Linked DNA regions of Ovis aries: region 2 is linked to region 1. The links are chromatin contacts, called in public Hi-C maps. All regions are on one chromosome and are shown on one strand. The core of a region is the stretch at or near the end of the contact, and the rest is flanking DNA. Distances in the headings are between cores, read along the strand shown. Region 1 holds the start of SOCS1 (suppressor of cytokine signaling 1). Region 2 overlaps LOC105604659.

Region 1 (4,376 bases), core at 526-3,025:
AGGCAGTGAGCAGGGAGTCCGGGTGAGACTGGGCAGGTGAGGGCCCGCGAGGCAGCTCGGGAGGGGCGGGGCCCTGGGCTGAGCCGCTCCTAAAGGGCCGAGGGCTCAAGCCTGCGTCCGCGCGGCCCTTTGAGCCTCAGTGGACTCATCTAGAAAATGGGCTTGCTGGCGGGTGGGAGCTCGGCGGCGCGCTGTGCCGCCTCCGAGTCCGAGTCGAGAAGGGGGCGTGGAGAGAAGCGCCGAGCAGAAGCCTGTCCCGGACTCGGGCCACCGGGTCCTCGGCTCACCGCCCCGCGGCTGCCGCCTGCCGGCCAGGGCGGGAACGGGCGCCTCGTCCGGGCGATTCGGGCAAAAAAGCAGGAGAAAGCGGCGCTGCGGGTACCCCAAGCGCGGGGTCCGCCAGGCTGGGGCCCGCAGGGGCCAGGGGCGTGGCGGCCGCGACCCCACCACGCAGCCCCCGAGGCCGCCCCGGCCCCGGGCGGTCCCGTGCGTTCCTCCCCTCTCCCTCTAGCTTCGTCGCCCAGCGTCCGTCTCACCTGGCGGCGGGGCGCGGGGCGCCGCGGGCGGGGCGGCGGGGGTCTCCGGGGCGGCTCTCGCGCATGCTCCGGGGCCGGGAGCCGTGCAGCTGCCACGGCCGCAGCTCTTTCTGCTGCGCGCCCGCCCCTGCACCAGTCTTTTAAACCGGCTCTGAGGCTTGGGGCTTGCGAGGCCCCGCCCCTGCCGGCTCCGCCCCCTCCAGGCCCGCCCTTCCGCGCCACTTTCGGTTTCTTTTTCTGCGCACCGCGGTGGCGGGCGCTACTCGACTTTTCCCACAAATCCGGGACCCCTCCTCGGGGAGGTCCCCCAGCCCTGACCTAGCCTCGCACCTGTCTAGGACCGGTCTGTCAAGGTCTCTAGCACTGCCCTTGAATCTCCGGGGCACTTCTCAGCACCCTCCCTTTCGGACCTGGCGGCTCTCCGGTGCCCCCACTGCCTTCGGTCGCAGATTTCTTCAGGCAAGCCCATTAGGATACTCCGGACTGGCCCTGACACACCAGTCACCTCCGCCAGGTGTCTCAGCACCCATCTCTGGTAGACCTCTGTCCTCTACTCTGGAGCCGGACACATCCACCCTATCCTGGGGTCTCACCTGGGACCCCTCGGGACTGCTGCCTCCATCGCCCTGCCCCCCCTCGTCCTGGAGCCTCTAGATGGCCGCATCCGCATCCCTCCCTGCCTGTCTCTGTCCCTGGTCTTGTCTTAGGGTTCCCAGGAAGCGGCGGGTTGACCACAGGCTTCGGAGGAACCCTTTGGCTGCGCGGGAGGGGTACCTCGACTGCGAGCCCAGTTCCTTGGAAACCGGGTGGGGCCTGGCAAGGTCCCCGGCGGCCTTGGCCTGCCTTTTCTCCTGCCAGATAGCTGGAGAAACTGAGGCCCGGTGACTGGCAGAGGGGGAGCTCCAAACGAGGCACACCCTGCTCGCTTTTATTTGGGGGAGAGAAGGGAGCAACTGGGCACCTCTAAATGCACTTTGGAGCCCAGGGGAAAGAGAGTTCATTTTCAGATGTGATCATTGCAGAAGCCTACTCTGAGCTTTCCTGGCCAGCCCCTCCTCTTCCTCCCTCCTCTCTTACAGATCCCACCCCCCTGCCCCCAGCTGCTCCCTCCCCACACTCATACCTCGGGTCTTGGAATGATGGGGTACCCGTAACGGTTTGTTCGTTTGTGTATGATGCTGTCTGTCATAGAAGGGCATGGAGTAGGTGCCTAGCTAGTACATGTATTTCTGAACGAAAGAAAGAACAAATGAGCTTGGGGGCCGGCTGGTGGGTGGTGAATCTCACAGCCTGGAGGGGTCAGGCGGAGTAGCTAGGTTTGGCAGGGTCCTGCCCAATGCTGGCACACACTGCCCTCTACAGGCAACTCTCAGGCCGCAGCGCAGCTTTGCCGCTTGGCTCCTAGCCCTGGCGCCAGGTCCTCCTGCCAGCCTCCCTGGCGCTTTCCTCCCCTGACCCCGGGCAGAGCCCAGGATCCCCGTGTTTCCTGGTGAACACAAGAGCATGGCCCAGAACCCACCTTGTGTAGGATCCCACTGTCTCCCGGAATCCGTGTGTGTGTGTCTGTGTGTGTGTGTGGCAGCAGCTGATGTTGGTTGTTGATGTGGTCGTCCTGGGTGTGTGTGTGTGTGTGTGTGTGTGTGTGTGTGTGTGTGTGGCAGCAGCTGATGTTGGTCGTTGATGTGGTCGTCCTAGGGATGTGTGTGTGTGTGTGTGTGTGGCAGCAGCTGATGTTGGTCGTTGATGTGGTTGTCCTAGGGGTGTGTGTGTGTGTGTGTGTGTGTGTGTGTGTGTGGCAGCAGCTGATGTTGGTCGTTGATGTGGTCGTCCTGGGGTGTGTGTGTGTGTGTGTGTGTCTGTGTGTGTGTGTGACAGCAGCTGATGTTGGTCGTTGATGTGGTCGTCCTGGGGTGTGTGTGTGTGTGTGTGTTGGCAGCAGCTGATGTTGGTCGTTGATGTGGTCGTCCTGGGGGGGGGGTGTGTGCGTGCGTGTGTGTGTGTGTGTGTGTGTGTGTGTGTGTTGGCAGCGGCTGATGTTGGGCGTTGATGTGGTCGTCCTGGGGTGTGTGTGTGTGTCTGTGTGTGTGTGTGACAGTAGCTGATGTTGGTCGTTGATGTGGTCGTCCTGGGGTGTGTGTGTGTGTGTGTGTGTTGGCAGCAGCTGATGTTGGTCGTTGATGTGGTCGTCCTGGGGTGTGTGTGTGTGTGTGTGTGTGTGGCAGCAGCTGATGTTGGTCATTGATGTGGTCGTCCTGGGGGGGGGTGTGTGCGTGCGTGTGTGTGTGTGTGTGTGTGTGTTGGCAGCGGCTGATGTTGGGCGTTGATGTGGTCGTCCTGGGGGTGTGTGTGTGTGTGGCAGCAGCTGATGTTGGTCGTTGATGTGGTCGTCCCTGGGGGGGGGTGTCTGTGCGTGTGTGTGTGTGTGTGTGTTGGCAGCAGCTGATGTTGGTCGTTGATGTGGTCGTCCTGGGGGTGTGTGTGTGTGTGTGCAAGGGCATGAGAAGGTGCAGAGCCATGCCTGTGCCAGTGTTCGGGTGCTGTGGTCAGCCCGGAGCGCCTGCGGGGGGCTGCCCTGCAATGGGTAGCAGCACAAAGCAGTGGTTGGAAGCTGGACTCTGGCCGCAGTCTGCCTAGTTTCCAATTCTAATTTTGCAACTTTCTGTCCCTCTGACTTTGGACGTGTAATTAACTCCCTTGCCTGGTTTCCTCATCTCTGAAGGGGGTAATAACATCTCCCTCAGAGTGTGGGGATTAAAAGAGTGATTAGGGGTCATGTGCTTACACCAGTCCCTGGTGCATCAGAGGCATTCAGTAGGTGATTGCTTTTGCTGCTGTTGTTCATCGGCGGCCGTCAGCAGCTGTGACAGCATATTGGAGCTCATGGCTTCATGTTAGAAGTCCTAGTGCGAGGAAAGCAGGCCATAGACAGCATGGGTGGAGTGAAAGGAGAGCGTTGCATGGGGGTTAACCAGGCCCCTGGCTGCTGGCAGCGGGGAGACACAGCACCTCCTTCTCACTCGAGCTGGAGGCGGGTGGTCCAGGCCCAGAGAAGGCAGCCAGGCTGGGCTGGCTCCTGCGTGACTTGTCTTCCTGCCAGCATGTCTCCTTGCCCAGAGCAGATCTATGTCTGATGGCCCATATGCCCCCTACCACTCATTGACAGCCCAGATGGCTGTTTCGAAGAGTTCCCTCTTATTCCTGAGCACTAGGACCTCCTCCTCTGACCCCCTACTTGTTGCCACATGCCCACCCATCCCCACGGAGCCCCCTTCTTCATTTCATTTACTGTTACCTGTGATGTGTTAGGTTCTTCCCAAGTGGCACTAGCGGCAAAGAACCCGCCCACCAGTGCAGGAGACATAAGAGACGTGAGTTCGATCCCTGGGTCAGGAAGGTCCCCTGGAGAAGGAAATGGCAACCTGCTCCAGTATTCTTGCCTGGAGAATTCCATGGACAGAGGAGCCTGGCGGGCTACAGTCCATGAGGTCGCAAAGAGTCAGACGTGACAGAGGCGACTTAGCACACACATACGTGATGTACTGGCCTAAACTAGCTGGATAATAAATACAGTCCTTAGACCATTAGACTGACACAACGATCCAATCTGCCCCATTTTACAGATAGAGAAACTGAGGGGGGAGTCACTCGCCCAGGGGCACACAACTCAGAAGGGGCAGGGCGGAGGTTCACACCCAGGAGCTCAGACCCTAAAGCTTTCACCCGTTTGCTGTGCTATAGATTTCCTTCCCACCTCCTCTCCCCACCCTCTGCCCCAGCTGGATTCCTGGTGGTCTCCAATCCTGGTCTGTCTTCTGGTGAAACAGTAGATATCAAGGAAAT
Region 2 (4,206 bases), core at 1,681-4,180, 110 kb after region 1:
ATTCTTTTTTATGTTAAGACATTGCCTGATGCTGAACTTTTTGACAAATGAGTTCAAGATAGTGTTTGCAATACAAGTTAAAAAATTTTTCCCTGTTGGCTGGCTTTAATTTTTATTATCTTGAGTAATAAAATTATTTTGAAATCTTTTGGAATCATTTGTCTCCTTTCACTCCCTCATTTTTGGATAAAGGCCCGGGAATGGGCTTATTAGGTCAAAGGAAAGAATGGTTTTAAGACTTTCAAAACCTGCTACTGAGGTTGTTCGTAACTGAAACTGCCCTTTACAGAATTTGAGAGGAGGGGTTTTGCTGACAGCCTCAACAGTTCTGGGTATTATTAATCATGTATCTGTTTTATAATGTAATAAATTGGGTTATGATTATTGTTCTCATTCACATTTGATTTCTAGTCTTGTTAAATGTTCTGCCTAATGTTTACTTGTCAGCTGTATTTTTCTACTTTTGAATTGCCTTCTCTGACGCTTTATCAGATTATCTCATGGAGAGTCAATTTCAGAGGAATTTACCTGGACCTGCTCTTAGCTGGCTGTAGGTATAAACATTTATAGGTATTAAAAAAAATTTTTTTTTGGCCATGCTAGGCTTTCGTTGCTGCATGGGTGTTTTGTTTTTCCTCTAGCTGTGGCGCGCAGGCTCTTCATTGCCGTGGCTTCCCTTGCTGTGAGCGCAGGCTCTAGTGTGCACGGGCTTCAGTAGTTGTGGCTTCCAGGCTCTAGAGCACAGGCTCCATAGTTGTGGCTCATGGGCTATTTATAGGTAATTTTTAATGGAATCCTTCCCTGTTTTTCTAAATGCCACACATGTGCATGCACACCCACACACACTACAGACCGCCAAGTATTGCTGTTGAATCAGCCTGGAGAAGGAGGATCTGTGTTCCGTCCTGGGGGCCCCTGTGCCCCCAGCCCACTGCTAGGTTCCAGGTCAGTGTATGAGGGACAGGGCAGGGAGGCAGGCTGGCAAGTCTTTCTGCAGTTTCCTTTCTGGGCCGGAAATCCCTGAGCCATTGCACAGGTTTAGAAACCTACAGGTGGTTGTAAAGTGTGAGCGTAGCCATCTCCAGCCTCCTCAGGCCCCTGCATTCCAGAGGTTTGCCTTCCATCACCCCCTTCCCTCCTCCTCCAGGGCCAAGTTCCAAGGCCCAACATAGCACCTCAGTGGGTGCATTTCTGCTCAGGCAGAATGGCTTTTGGGTCATTTTGATGCCTATTTTTTTCCTTGTATTTATAATTTTAAAAAATCTTTTTTATTTGGCTGCACCGGGTCTTAGTTGGGGCACACAGGATCTTCAATCTTCATTGCAGCATGTGAGATCTTTAGCATGCGTGCGGACTCTTAGTTGTGGCACGTGGGACCTAGTTCCCTGACCAGGGGGATTGAACCCAGGTCCCTGCATTGGGAGCGTGGAGTCTTAGCCACTGGACCACTGGGGAAGTCCCTGTTTTGATGCCTATTAGAAAAAAATGAACAAGCATTCCACATTATGGTTTGGGATACAGCTGAAGTTCATTTAACTCTTTTGTAAAGATCAGACTACAGGCACACCTTGGTGATGTCTGGGTTCAGTTCCAGACCACTGACATAAAGTGAGTCACAGGAACATTTTGGCTTTCCACTGCTTATAATAGTTATGTTTATACTGTAGTCTATTGAGCGTGCAATACCATTGTTTCTAAAAAAAAAAAAAGCATGTACATATCTTAATTATTGCTAAAAAACGCTAGTTGTAGTAGTAACATCACAGATTACCGTAACACATACAATAATCATGGAAAAGTCTGAAATATTATGAGAATTACCAAAATGTGACACAGAGACACCAAATGAGCGATGCTCTGAGGAAAATGGCACTGACAGATTTCCTCAACACGGGGCTGCTGCAAACCTTCCATCCGTAAAATGTAAACAACCCCTCCAAGCCCCCAAAATGCAGTGTCTGCAAATGGCAAAGACATGAGGTATGCCTATAGACTGTCCAAGGCCACCGTGAAGTGGAAGGCAAATGGTTGTGGTGGGGCAGACGGGCCCAGATCAGCGCCAGCCTGGCCACCTGCTAGTCGTGTGACCTTGAGCACGTGCCCTGGGCTCTCTGAGCCTGCTGCCGCTGCTGCTTCTGGCACTCAGGGATCGTCCACACCTCACTGGGTTATTATAAAGTCAGAGGGAAGAGCAAACGTGTTTTGAAGAGCAGAGCTTGGGCTCTGGAGTCTTCTGGTTGTAATACCCATGGCAACACAGCACCACCTCCAGAGTGTGGGAATGAGCAGGACCACATCCCCCATTTGCATCCCCTGCTGGAAAGTCTAAAACCCTCTTGAGTTCCTCTTTCTAAACTTCTCTGAGCACCTGCTATGTGCCAAGGATTACATGTGGGGAGGCCAAGGACAGCTGAGCACTGGCATCTGGCTTTCTGGTAGCCCCGAGCCTCAGGGCTGACAGCTCACCCACTGCTCTGGACTCTTGATTCGGTGTAGAGGGTGTCTTGGGAGCCCCCTACTGGTGAGCGGGTTTCACAGCCACCCACGCCTCCCCGGTCCACCCCATCCCTCCAGTGAAACAGCCAACTCCACCAATCTAACACACGTGTGCTTGGATTCTGCTAGCTTTAATTTTTCAAGGGCAACGCCTTCCCCCAAAGGAAGTGAACAACTCTGCAGGCTGTACCCTTGGGGGCTGAATGCCCAGAGCACAGGTCCGTGGAAACCGGTCCCCCGGAACATTCAGCCTTGGAAACAGGATCTATGCCAAGAGGGAAGCCCCCAACCAGGCTTTGATTAAGGGATTTGGGACCATCCGTTACCCTCAAGGAACCTCATGCCTCAGGGGAAGCCAATCCCAAGCTAGGAAGACCTGGGGCAGCCTGACTCATGCAGCAGAGGCTTCAGAAACGGCAGCCAGACGAGTGAAGAAATATCGCAGGCGAGAACAGTTCCGAAGCGGCATTCCCTCTCCAGAGCGGAACCGGCGGGCCAGGCTGTCTCCTGGATCACAGGGCAGGTGTTGAGGGGGACGGAGAATTATCCAGACCAGTGAGGGCTCCGTCGCCCCCGGAGGCATTTCAAAATCACTAACAGCCCTTCTTTCCTGGATCCATCTCAGTCCTGATCTTCTCTGACTTGCTGGTATTTTGTGCTCATCATTCTGCCCCAGACAAGAATCTTGACCTTGCTGGATGAGATGGGATTGTAGCTGGATGAGATGGGATTGTGGCAGAAGGAGAGGAAGTCTCAGATCTTTGGCAAGCCTGGTGCTGGCTCAGGCAGAATCTCAAACTGCGGAGAAAAGGGGAGAGAAGTATAATGCTTTGTGGACCCAGAGGACAGGGAACTCCCTGTTTCCTGGAATCAAGCTGGGGGCTCTTGTTACAGCCCCTGGCACACCACAGGCCCAGCAGGGTCAGGCCTCAAGTGGCCCCCATTAAAAGGGTATCTCCCCCTTTTAATGAGGAGATTGTTCCCAGCCTGGGAGAGGACTGGACCCCAGCACCTGATACTTTGGGAGTACAGATGATGTACCCAAAGGTGGTGGGTAAGTGGGTAAAAGAATCTGCCTGCAATGCAGGAGATGCAGGTTTGATCCCTGGGTCAGGAAGATCTCCTGGAGAAGGGAACCCACTTCAGTGTTCTTGCCTAAAGAATCCCATGGACAGGGGAGCCTGGTGGGCTACAGTTCAGGGGGTCGCAGAGAGTCAGACACGACTAAGCTATCTAGTCAGTTGGTGAAGGGGGAGTTCAGGAGCTGAATCCTGATGGAGAGAGGGTATCCAGGTCATGAAAGCAGTAGGGATATTCAGATGTTTCTGGAACACTCAGTGACCTCTGGATGACTTCTCTGCACTTTTAGAAAGAGCCACAGCCTTACCCCTGGGATCTCCAGTTCACTCTGAAGCAAGGACCTCTTTAATTTAGGAGTCACAGACCCAGGCAGATCCTCTGCACCTCTCTGAGCAAGACGCCATCAGCAGGTTTGTAAATTTTTAAAAAAATATTTATTAATTTTGACTGTGCTGGGTCTTAGCTGCAGCACACTGGATCTGTGATCTTGGTTGTGGCACACGGGATCTTTAGTTGCAGCATGCAGGATCTAGCTTCCTGGCCAGGGATTGAGTCCGGGCCCCTCTGCATTGGGAATGCAGAGTCTTAGCCTCTGGACCACTGGGGAAGTTCTAGCAGGTGAGTTTCAAT

What was found. A called contact is a pair of places that touch in the nucleus more often than the background predicts.
Region 2: a Hi-C map of tail adipose tissue shows a contact between it and region 1, with 5 times the contacts expected there. The contact joins the enhancer-like site here to the promoter of SOCS1 in region 1. A contact is called at or near these places in 2 of 16 Hi-C or Micro-C datasets (omental adipose tissue and tail adipose tissue).

The regions. Positions count from the first base shown.
Region 1 is chr24:10,435,368-10,439,743 of ARS-UI_Ramb_v3.0, forward strand. SOCS1 (suppressor of cytokine signaling 1) reads right to left here and starts at 1,776. Exons shown (of 2, transcript XM_042239945.2): 1 at 1,660-1,776. The coding sequence starts at 1,735.
Region 2 is chr24:10,546,776-10,550,981 of ARS-UI_Ramb_v3.0, forward strand. LOC105604659 reads right to left here. Exons shown (of 70, transcript XM_060405888.1): 70 at 2,612-3,294. The coding sequence ends at 3,290. Among named protein-coding and RNA genes, the nearest start is that of RMI2, 38 kb to the left of the region's middle. Within about 2 kb of position 2,931, at least 8 of the 54 cell types and tissues checked have an H3K27ac peak or open chromatin away from gene starts, as enhancers often do. A contact at or near this core is called in tail adipose tissue, where this site is marked.